Regions from separate parts of the Mus musculus genome. Here regions 1 and 3 are each linked to region 2. The links are chromatin contacts, called in public HiChIP or PLAC-seq and promoter capture Hi-C maps. All regions are on one chromosome and are shown on one strand. Each heading gives the region's core, a stretch centred on a gene start, on an enhancer-like site or on the middle of the called end of the contact. The rest is flanking DNA. Distances are from core to core; before and after follow the strand shown. Region 1 holds the start of Igdcc3 (immunoglobulin superfamily, DCC subclass, member 3). Region 2 holds the start of Dennd4a (DENN/MADD domain containing 4A). Region 3 holds the start of Igdcc4 (immunoglobulin superfamily, DCC subclass, member 4).

Region 1 (2,885 bases), core at 177-2,676, 330 kb after region 2:
TGGCCTTGAACTCACAGAGATCCACCCGCCTCTGCTTCCCAAGTGCTGGGATTAATGATGTGTGCCATTATCCTGGACTCCTCTGAAAGTTTTTTAAATTAGATTTAAATTAGAGAATTGCAGAACATTTTATCTATTTACTCTGTGTGAGTGTGTGTGTGTGTGTGTGTGTGTGTGTGTGTGTGTGTGTGTCTATGTGTGTATGTTTGTACATGTGCCATGGTGCAAGTGTGGCTCGCTGTCAGAGAATAATTTCCTATGGGTGTCATTTTCTTTTTCAACCATGTAGGTTCCAGGGATGCTGGTGAGTCAGGCTTGGCTGCAGGTTCCTTTCCCTGCTGAACCAAGCCTTCTTTACTTACCTGCATGAAAGCATGGTGCCAAATACTTGTACTCCTCGAACTTGGAAGGTGGAGACAGGAGGATTAAACAATCCAAGATCACCCACTACTACAAAGTGGATTCAAGGCCACCCTGGGCTAGGAGAGGTGAGAAGCCATTACACTCTTGCCTCCAAATGCTGCCAGAGACAGACACTGCTACCAGGGTTAAGTGGGTGCTCTGTAATTTTGATGGACTCCCCCATCAAGTTGGACCCCAACATATGTCTGCATACAGTAGTAAAAAGACAAGACTCAACATCAACTTGGACAGCACATATATGTCTCTCTGAAGAGCTGTCTTCCCATATGTGAGACATCAGATACGATAGCAAAGAGAAGTTGCTGGCGACTGTACCTTCCAGTGTGCTGACCCAGCTACAGGTCATTTACCTGGACCCTTGCTCTTAAAGATCCGCAAAGTTGAGGGAATATAGTGTTGTCTTCAGGTTTCAGACCAACTCAGTGAGAATGACTGGGCTGGACAGCAGGCAGAACTGGGAGGGATCTCGGGTTTCTATGGGGCTCTTATGTTAGGGGTGCTCTTCTCACCTACGGGAGTGCCCTAACTTAGCCTTGAGAAGCCAGTCTTGAAGCTACACAACTCATCCCTTGAATAGGACAAGGAACCTAGAGGATACCGAATGTCTAACAACTTTGAGCAGTTTTAAGGGAATTGTCTTTAAAAACACAGAGTTGGGTATAGTGGAAGAGACACCGCTGAGAAAGTGGGGGGACGCAAACACCTCAGTTTTGCGTGTTTTTCCGCAGCTGGGACCCTCTCTCACAGTCTTCACGTTCCCAGATCCTCAAGTCCGGACGGACCACGAGGAGCGGATACCTTACTGCAGTCCGGGTCGGCGCGGCAGCTCCCGCTGCAGTTCAAAGCGCAGGGGGCGCGTCCGCTGCGCAGCCGGGAATGTCCGGCCGCTTAAAGCGCTCGCCGGCTCTTTTGTTCCCCAGACCCGGCCTCCAGGGAGAGGGGGCTGGGGGAGGGGAGGAGAGGGGGGCGGCGGGCAGAGGAGGAGGGCGGTGCGGGCGCGGGCGGAGTGCGGAGCGCGCACCCCGGGCGCGGCTGACAGATCGCCGCGGTGGGTGCAAGATGGCGCAAGCGGCGCTCTCCGTGATACCCGATCCCCGCTAAGGCCGGCATGCGGCCCCAGCCTCCCGCCGCCCGGGCTCGGCCCCGGCCCGAGCCCCGGCCCCGGCTCCGGCGCCGGCCCCGCGGGACGCTGTGAGCCCGTGAGACCCCAACCACCCCCCTGAGTAGCGCCGTGCGTCGCCGAGCCCAGCGGACCGAGAGACCGATGGCTGAGCCGCGCACCGCGTCCCCGCGCCGCCTGCCCGCGCTGCGCCGGCCCGGGTTTCTGCCGCCGTTGCTGCCGCCGCCGCCGCCGCCGCTGCTGTTGCTGCTGCTGCTGTTGCCGCTGCCTGCGCCAAGCCTGGGTGAGCCTCAGGACCCAGGCGAGAGGGGCGGACCCCGGGACACTGCGGGAACCTGCGCTAGGAGCGCGTGCTGGAGGGACCTGGCGGGACAGCGCGCTGCGGGCACGGGGAAACCCACTCCGGCAGGGCTGCCGGTAGTTTGAAGGACTGCAGGGGTTCGGCGGGAGAACCCCGGGAGAGGGCCGGGGCTCGGTTTTCTACGCCTTCGGGGCTCAGGATAGGTTCAGGGCAGGATGCCGATTCTGGGCAGAGGAACTGGGAGCGGAGCAAAGCGGGAGTTGGGAAGGCAAGCTGGCAGTGCGGAGTGGAGGAAACAAGCCCGAGGAGAAAGAGCGGAGGAGTCCCAACAGAGGAAGGCGAGCCCGGGTGCACAGAGCTCGGCTGGGGACCCTGAGTAGCCCGAGGCGAACGAAGCCGGAAGCGACAGATCGGGGTCGGGGTCCGGGACTCTACTGCACTGGGCTGAGAAGGCATCCCCCAGGGTTTAGAGCTGGGACTGGGTTCGGGGGTATCCGACGAACAGGAAGGAAAGATTCCTGGTGGACTGAGTGGGCGATCCTGCCAAGGGCTGGGAGAGCTGGAGGAAAGGGTCGCCCAGGGCAAGCGCCTACCAGCGGTGCTGCCCAGGGCCCCGCCCTTCCCCGAGGGAGCTCTCTAGGAGTCCCTGCCCTGGGTTCTCCCGGCTACCCGTCGCTTCCTCCCGGGCTGTAAAAGATTCATCTCAGCAAAGAAGGATGTGGATCTAAGCCCTCCGCTGTCTCAAGTCCTTCGCAGACACACATTTGGATTATTCTTTCCTTCCCTTCCTTCCTAAAAAGCAAAATATTGCATCTGCACCCGAGAGAAACTTTATCCCCGATAGCTATAGCGGGGTTGGATTGGGGGAAGAGGCGGCTCAGACTTAGGATATGTGAAGGATGTAAAGGATTTGAACGACTGTGATCCTCAAGTGTCTTAAACTGTCCTTATGCTACAGAGAAGGCAATGCCTAGACCCTCCACCCCACTAGGTCTCACCCAGCAGGGAGGGGCTTGAGTCTGCGAGGGAGGAGCCGGGTCC
Region 2 (2,866 bases), core at 283-2,782:
ACATTGGAGAGGAAAACATCATGGCTGACGTCAGTAGGGAGGATGGTTAAAAGACTTCAGTTTTTGCCAGGCAGAGGTGGTGCACGCCTTTAGTCCCAGCACTTGGGAGGCAGAGGCAGGCGGGTTTCTGAGTTTGAGGCCAGTCTGGTCTACAGAGTGAGTTCCAGGACAGCCAGGACTGAACAGAGAAACCCTGTCCCGGAAAAGCAAAACAAAAAAAAAAAAAGGGGGGGGGGAGGGTGTGGGGATCAACAATGGTATTATTTAATAATTTTCAGTGAAATTAGTGTATTTTTATCTACACAATATAATGTGATGCCCACACATTTTTTAAACAATTTGAACTATATTTGGTGAACTCAGTGTTGAAGAGACTCAAACTTAGATTTAAAAAAAAAAAAACAAACCCTCTCAATCAGGTTCTCTGGTCCATATGTTGTCTAGAATATAAATATAGATGCCATTCTTCAAGTACCACTCACTGTTCCCAGCTGCTTTGTTCCCTACTTGCCATTCAGTGGCTTCGGCCTGCAGTTAGAATTAAGGATAGTCTTGTATTTCTAGGCCCTATACAACGGAGCTCTCAACTCCCTCTCTAATCTAATGGAAGGCTTCTCCAGGCAAAATACATTTCTCATCAACACAGATTCCTCGCAGTTCTAAAAGCCAAGCTCCTCCCTATTGCAGGTTCTCTGCATGATCTTTTTGCTTTACTCAATTCTCTGGGGCCTTTCTTCCATTACTGGCTTCTTCCTGCACTTCAGAGAGGCACAGCCTTGATCACTCTGGTTTCAAAAACCACCCTGTTATCTGCTACCTAGAATTCTTCCTAGAACTTTTATGTTTCTTCTCCAAGCATTAAATATATTTGGTTGTTGTTGTTGTTGTTGTTGTTGTTGAGCTTCTCCCACTAGACCTCAACTCCCTCAAAGCAGACCTTTTCTGGTTCCCTGACTGTTGTGTGTCAGCCCTGCTGGGTTTTCCAACAATATTGTCTGGATGAATGAGTCCAAGAGAAGGAGTGGAGGTATAAAATAAAACTGTAATCTCGGTTGGCAATAAAGATGAAGCCTGTTTTGCATAGATTAACTTCAACCTAGAGGAATTTTTTTTTAAAAGGTCCTATTTCTTCCTTCATTTGTTCATAGAATTCCAGCTAACATTATTCAATACTTTTTAGGCATACACTTTACATTTCTGAGTAACTCTGTAGAGGTAATCAACCTTTATTATCCACATTTTTCAAAGGCATCTTGCCAATAGCCATTAACAGTAGACCTGCAGTCTAGTTTAAGTAGGCCATATCCAATTAATCAATGTAATGGACACCCTTTCAATCAACAATAGCTGTTTTATCAACGCGCTTTTCAGAGAACCCCTCTGAATTCCCCCTTTTCCCTGACCTCTGTCTCGGGACTGAAAGCTACTGGTGGTTGCTAACCGCTTAGGGGGTTTTCTGCAGAATACCAGTGACTTTGGTGGGCGGATCTCAGCTCAGACCACTGCACCAAGCAGCAGTGCCGGGAAGGAAGAAGCAGGTCTGTTGGCCATAGCTGGATGCTTGTGAAAGAGGAAGGTACAGTGCGCCTTGTTCTTACTCGCCAGGGGCTCGGAATCTCCCAACCTGAAGGGGAACCACGACGCGTTTCCCCAGCTACACTCGCCGTCACCAGCCAGCCCGGCCCCACCCCGCCCACAGCCCCACCCAGCGGCCCGCCCACTTGCGGGACCCTTGTTAGTCCCCTCCCCCCACGACCCACCCCCTAGCTCGGCCCATTCCTGCCCCTCGGGTCAGATTCGGCCTGTGATTGGTTTTTGTTGCCATAGTCCCCGCCCCCATGTCTTTACCGTCACTCCCAAGATGGCGCCGGCCGCGGCGGGTTCGGCGGCTGGTGCTGAGGAAGGAGGCGGAGGCTTTGGCGACCGCGCGGGGAGGGGGAGTCCCGTCTGACTGAGACGGCTGGGCGGAGCGCCGGGCCGGGAGATGAGCTAAGCTGGCTGCAAGCGCCGCGACATTCAGCCCCCTCGTGTCCCGCCCGCCGCGCATGAGGGGATCAGACTCTGCATCTCAGGCTCTTCCCGGTGCTCGCGCGGGGGCCGGCGGGGAGGTGAGTGGCGGGGGCGGCGGCGTGGGCATCGGTGGCATAGGGAGCTGTCACGGCCCTGAGGAGGTGACTGGCAGGGGGACGCCGAGCCGGGTGATAGGACTTGGAGGGCCGCTAGGCGCGGGCAGCTGCTAGGAGGGGCTCTGGCCGTCCCGGAGGATGGCGAGATGCTGTCGATGGCGTTCGCGCGCCTCCGTGTGGGAACGAGCGCGGGACACCGGGGGGGTCCCTCCGGACTGGCCATTTGGTGCTGGCCTGGGGCTGTTGTTGTTGGGGTGATGGGGCGGGGGCGGACGGTGGGGAGGTCCTGAAGCTGGGATTTTGACAAGCTCGTTACGTAAGGTTGCTTCCCGGAATCCCACCTGCTCTGGGTTTCAAACCCGCGGCGGGGGCTGCTTTCCCGCGGCTGTTCAGTCCAGATGCCGGGGCCCGGCTGGGGCTCAGGTTCCACGTGAGCCCGGCCAGCGTCCAAGTTGACCAGTGTGTGTGTGTGTGTGTGTGTGTGTGTGTGTGTGTGTGTGTGTGTGTGTGTCTGTGCACACGCGCGCGCAATTCTTGGTCATCACCACTCCTTTTGAAGTTTATCTCTTTCTAGAGGGGAAAGACGAAGGAGGGGGCAGGGGGAGAAGGGGCAAAAAAGCTTGTGACCTAGAATTGGGTCGCAGCGACATCTCTTTTATGGTGCTTTTAAATGACAGGACGTAAAGGGAAACTTGGATGTTGCTGCTCCAGTGTGCTTTTCCTTCAGACGAATGGTTGGC
Region 3 (2,807 bases), core at 51-2,550, 290 kb after region 2:
AAAAAAATTTTTTTTTATGTGTATGTGTGTACTTGCATGAGTTTATGTGCACCATGTGCAGGAAAGTGCCTACAAAGCCCAGAAGAGGGCATCAGATTCATTGGAAATGGAATTACAGATGGTTATGGCTGTCATATGGGTGCTGGGAGCAGAACCCAGGTCCTTTGTTAGGGCAGGAAGCACTCTAGCCACTGGGCCACCTCTCTAGCCTCAAAATCCGGATATATATATATAATTTTTATTTATTTTAAATTGTATCTAATTGTGTGTCTGCTTGTAGGTGCAGATGCCACAGAGCCCAGTGGTATCAGACCTCCTGGAGCTAGAGTTACAGACTGATGTGAGTCGCCTGGGTGGGTACCGGAACCAAATCTAGGTCCTCTGCAAATGCAATAAGCACTCTAACCGCTGAGCCATCTCTCCCATCACAAACGCATCATTTTAAATAGACGTTTAGTATGTTTTTCTCTCCCCAACCCAACCTGACATTTGATTCCCCCAGCTTTAGACACACTGAGGCAACTAACCTGGCCAGCTCAGTTGGAAAAGAGGCAGTTCTGAAAAAGAGAGTGGACCGGTGGAGGCTCAACACCATTAGCAGGCCCTGCACCTGCTGCTTTAAGCCTCCTGTCCTTAGGGAGTCCCCACTACAAACCCAAATATTCCCAGTATGCAGGTATGTAAAATGGTGGTAAGCAAGTCTTCGTTGTCCCTCACAGAGGTGGAACACAGTACAGACTGGGTTGGCTACTGAGGAGGAAGGAAGGAAGCCAAGAGAATCCCTCAGCTTGGCATGGAAGAGGTAGCGGGGACAAGGAATTGTAGTGTCCTCAGAGAGTCTGTTGGTGCAGCCTGTGGAGAGGCTAAACAGGATTCAGGTCAGGCTGTGAGTTGGAAAAGGACAGGTCTCAGTGAACTGAGCCTGGAACAGAGGTGGAGGCGACCCTGAAGGTAGAGTCATGGTAGGGTTAGGGAACAGAGATCCAGAGGCTCAGGTAAAAAGATGAACAGAAAGGAGCCTGAGGTGACCCGAGGAGCGGGAGGCTCCCGCGTGCTGAGTGAGCCGCAGGAGCAGGCTGGTGGCGCGCGGGCGCGTGTCCCCTGTGGTGCAGGGTGGCCACACTGGCGGGGCGCCCCCGCGTGGGCCGCTAGCCCAAGATGGCGATGGAGGGGCGGGCGAGCTGGCCGCGGCCCCGGCCCCCGCGCCGGCCCCCGCTCGGGCCCCGGCCCCGGAGGCCGCGCCCCCGCCCGCGGCGCCGCGCCTCCCGGAGCCACTGACGCCCGGCGCGCCCTCCCCCGGCGGCGGCCCAGGCGCCCGGACGCGGCGGCAGCGGCCCGAGCCCGGCCCTATGGCGCGGGCGGACACGGGCCGCGGGCTCCTGGTGCTGACCTTCTGCCTGCTGTCCGCGCGCGGTAAGGGCCCGGGTGGCCGCAGTCGCGAGTGGGCGTCCCCGGCGCCCGCGATGCTTGCGCGCCGGGGGCTGTGGGGACTTGCCCCCAGGGGGTGTGTGTCCTTGCTGTGCACAGCCTGGCACCGTGCGTGTCCCCCTGCGCGTGGCCCTTGTGCATGTGAGGTTTGCATGTGTGTGTCCTGCGGGGGTGGGGGTGTCCTGCGGGGGAACGTGTCCACAGCGCGTGCCTAAGGCGCCGGGTAGCATCGCCAGCGCGCGGGTGGCTGCAAGCGGGACATGATTCTGCCCTGCCCGCAAGCGTCTCGCGGTCGCGAGTGTGCCTGAGAGAGCGGGCGGGGAGGGAGTGTACACTTACACCTCCATTTGTGTCGGGTGCGTGTGTAACTGGATGGGACTGAGCTAATATTTGGCCTTGGCTTTTGGGGAGTGTCCTTGCTCTTGATGGGGGCGGCGGTGAGAAAAACCACACTCAACTTTGCCCAATGGGTGTGGCCCCTGGGGCCAGCTAGGGAGGTTGGGGGAATGTGGAGGTGTTGTGGACCCAAACCCAGGGTTCGGAGTGGGGCTGGGGGAAGGGCAGGAAACCAGTTGCTTTGCCGAACGCGTCCAACACTCGCTCTCTGGATGGGACGCGTGTCACTCCTGCCCCACCCCCAAGGGCGGACCAGGGAAGCGTGGACGAGATCAGCAAGGCCCCCTCCAGTGCCCAGGTCCTAGTGTTGGGTAGGGTCAAGGGTAAGGATCACAACTGTCCACACCAAAGAAAGGACTGGGGGCGGGGGGAGACGAAGTGTCCAAGTGTGTATGCCAAAGCTGTTTTTACCACCCCCGGCCCTCTCACTCTCAGTGGGGTGTGCGTTTGGGGGACAGCCCAAAGGAGGTTAGGTGGTAGGGCCTGGAGGGGGATGGGCTGCCCGCTTTGTTCGATTACTTCTTGCCTTCCCTGCCGAGGGGGGAGTTAAGGATGTGTCCGGGGCGAGTCGGGGAGGGACTTGGCAGTGGGGGTGGGGAGGGGGATTTTTCTCCAGCTGCTGCGGCTTTCCAGAGAGACTGGGCCAGGCCACGTGGGAGGGAGACAGGGAGGGAGGCGGGGGGTGGTGGAAAGGAGCCTCCGCTGGGCCAACCCCAGGCCCATCTCCAGGAAAACAGCGGGTGGGAGAGTGCTGGAAACAGCTCGGACCCTTGCTCTCCCCGCAAGACACGCCCCTTTCCCTCCGAGACCCTGAACCCGGCTGGGAGCCCATAGAAGCTCGGTGCGTGGGGCTGGGCCGCAGAAGCGGGAGGGCCCGGAGTTGTCAGGTGAACGCGGCGCCAGGGAAATGTCAGAGAGGTGTCTTGTCTGTCTTTGCGGAGCCCAAAGGATTAAGGAATAGTTGCACTTCCCCTCCTCCTCTT

Evidence for each region. Promoter capture Hi-C pulls out the DNA fragments that hold promoters and counts their contacts. HiChIP or PLAC-seq counts read pairs in DNA pulled down with a chosen protein or histone mark.
Region 1: an H3K4me3 HiChIP or PLAC-seq map of embryonic stem cells shows a contact between it and region 2, with 11 read pairs. The contact joins the promoter of Igdcc3 here to the promoter of Dennd4a in region 2. A contact is called at or near these places in 2 of 39 promoter capture datasets (embryonic stem cells and stem cell-derived epiblast-like cells) and 1 of 115 datasets of contacts at active chromatin or transcription factors (embryonic stem cells).
Region 3: a contact with region 2 is called in a promoter capture Hi-C map of liver, with 2.8 times the contacts expected there. The contact joins the promoter of Igdcc4 here to the promoter of Dennd4a in region 2. A contact is called at or near these places in 1 of 39 promoter capture datasets (liver) and 1 of 484 Hi-C or Micro-C datasets (embryonic stem cells).

The regions. Positions count from the first base shown.
Region 1 is chr9:65,139,728-65,142,612 of GRCm38.p6, forward strand. It overlaps Igdcc3 (immunoglobulin superfamily, DCC subclass, member 3), which reads left to right and starts at 1,427. Exons shown (of 14, transcript NM_001357257.1): 1 at 1,427-1,826. The coding sequence starts at 1,688.
Region 2 is chr9:64,809,479-64,812,344 of GRCm38.p6, forward strand. Dennd4a (DENN/MADD domain containing 4A) reads left to right here and starts at 1,533. Exons shown (of 35, transcript NM_001162917.1): 1 at 1,533-1,542; 2 at 1,862-2,108. Gm36459 (a long non-coding RNA gene) reads right to left here and starts at 1,937. Exons shown (of 3, transcript XR_379559.2): 1 at 1,849-1,937; 2 at 1,468-1,624.
Region 3 is chr9:65,100,186-65,102,992 of GRCm38.p6, forward strand. It overlaps Igdcc4 (immunoglobulin superfamily, DCC subclass, member 4), which reads left to right and starts at 1,301. Exons shown (of 20, transcript NM_020043.3): 1 at 1,301-1,413. The coding sequence starts at 1,350.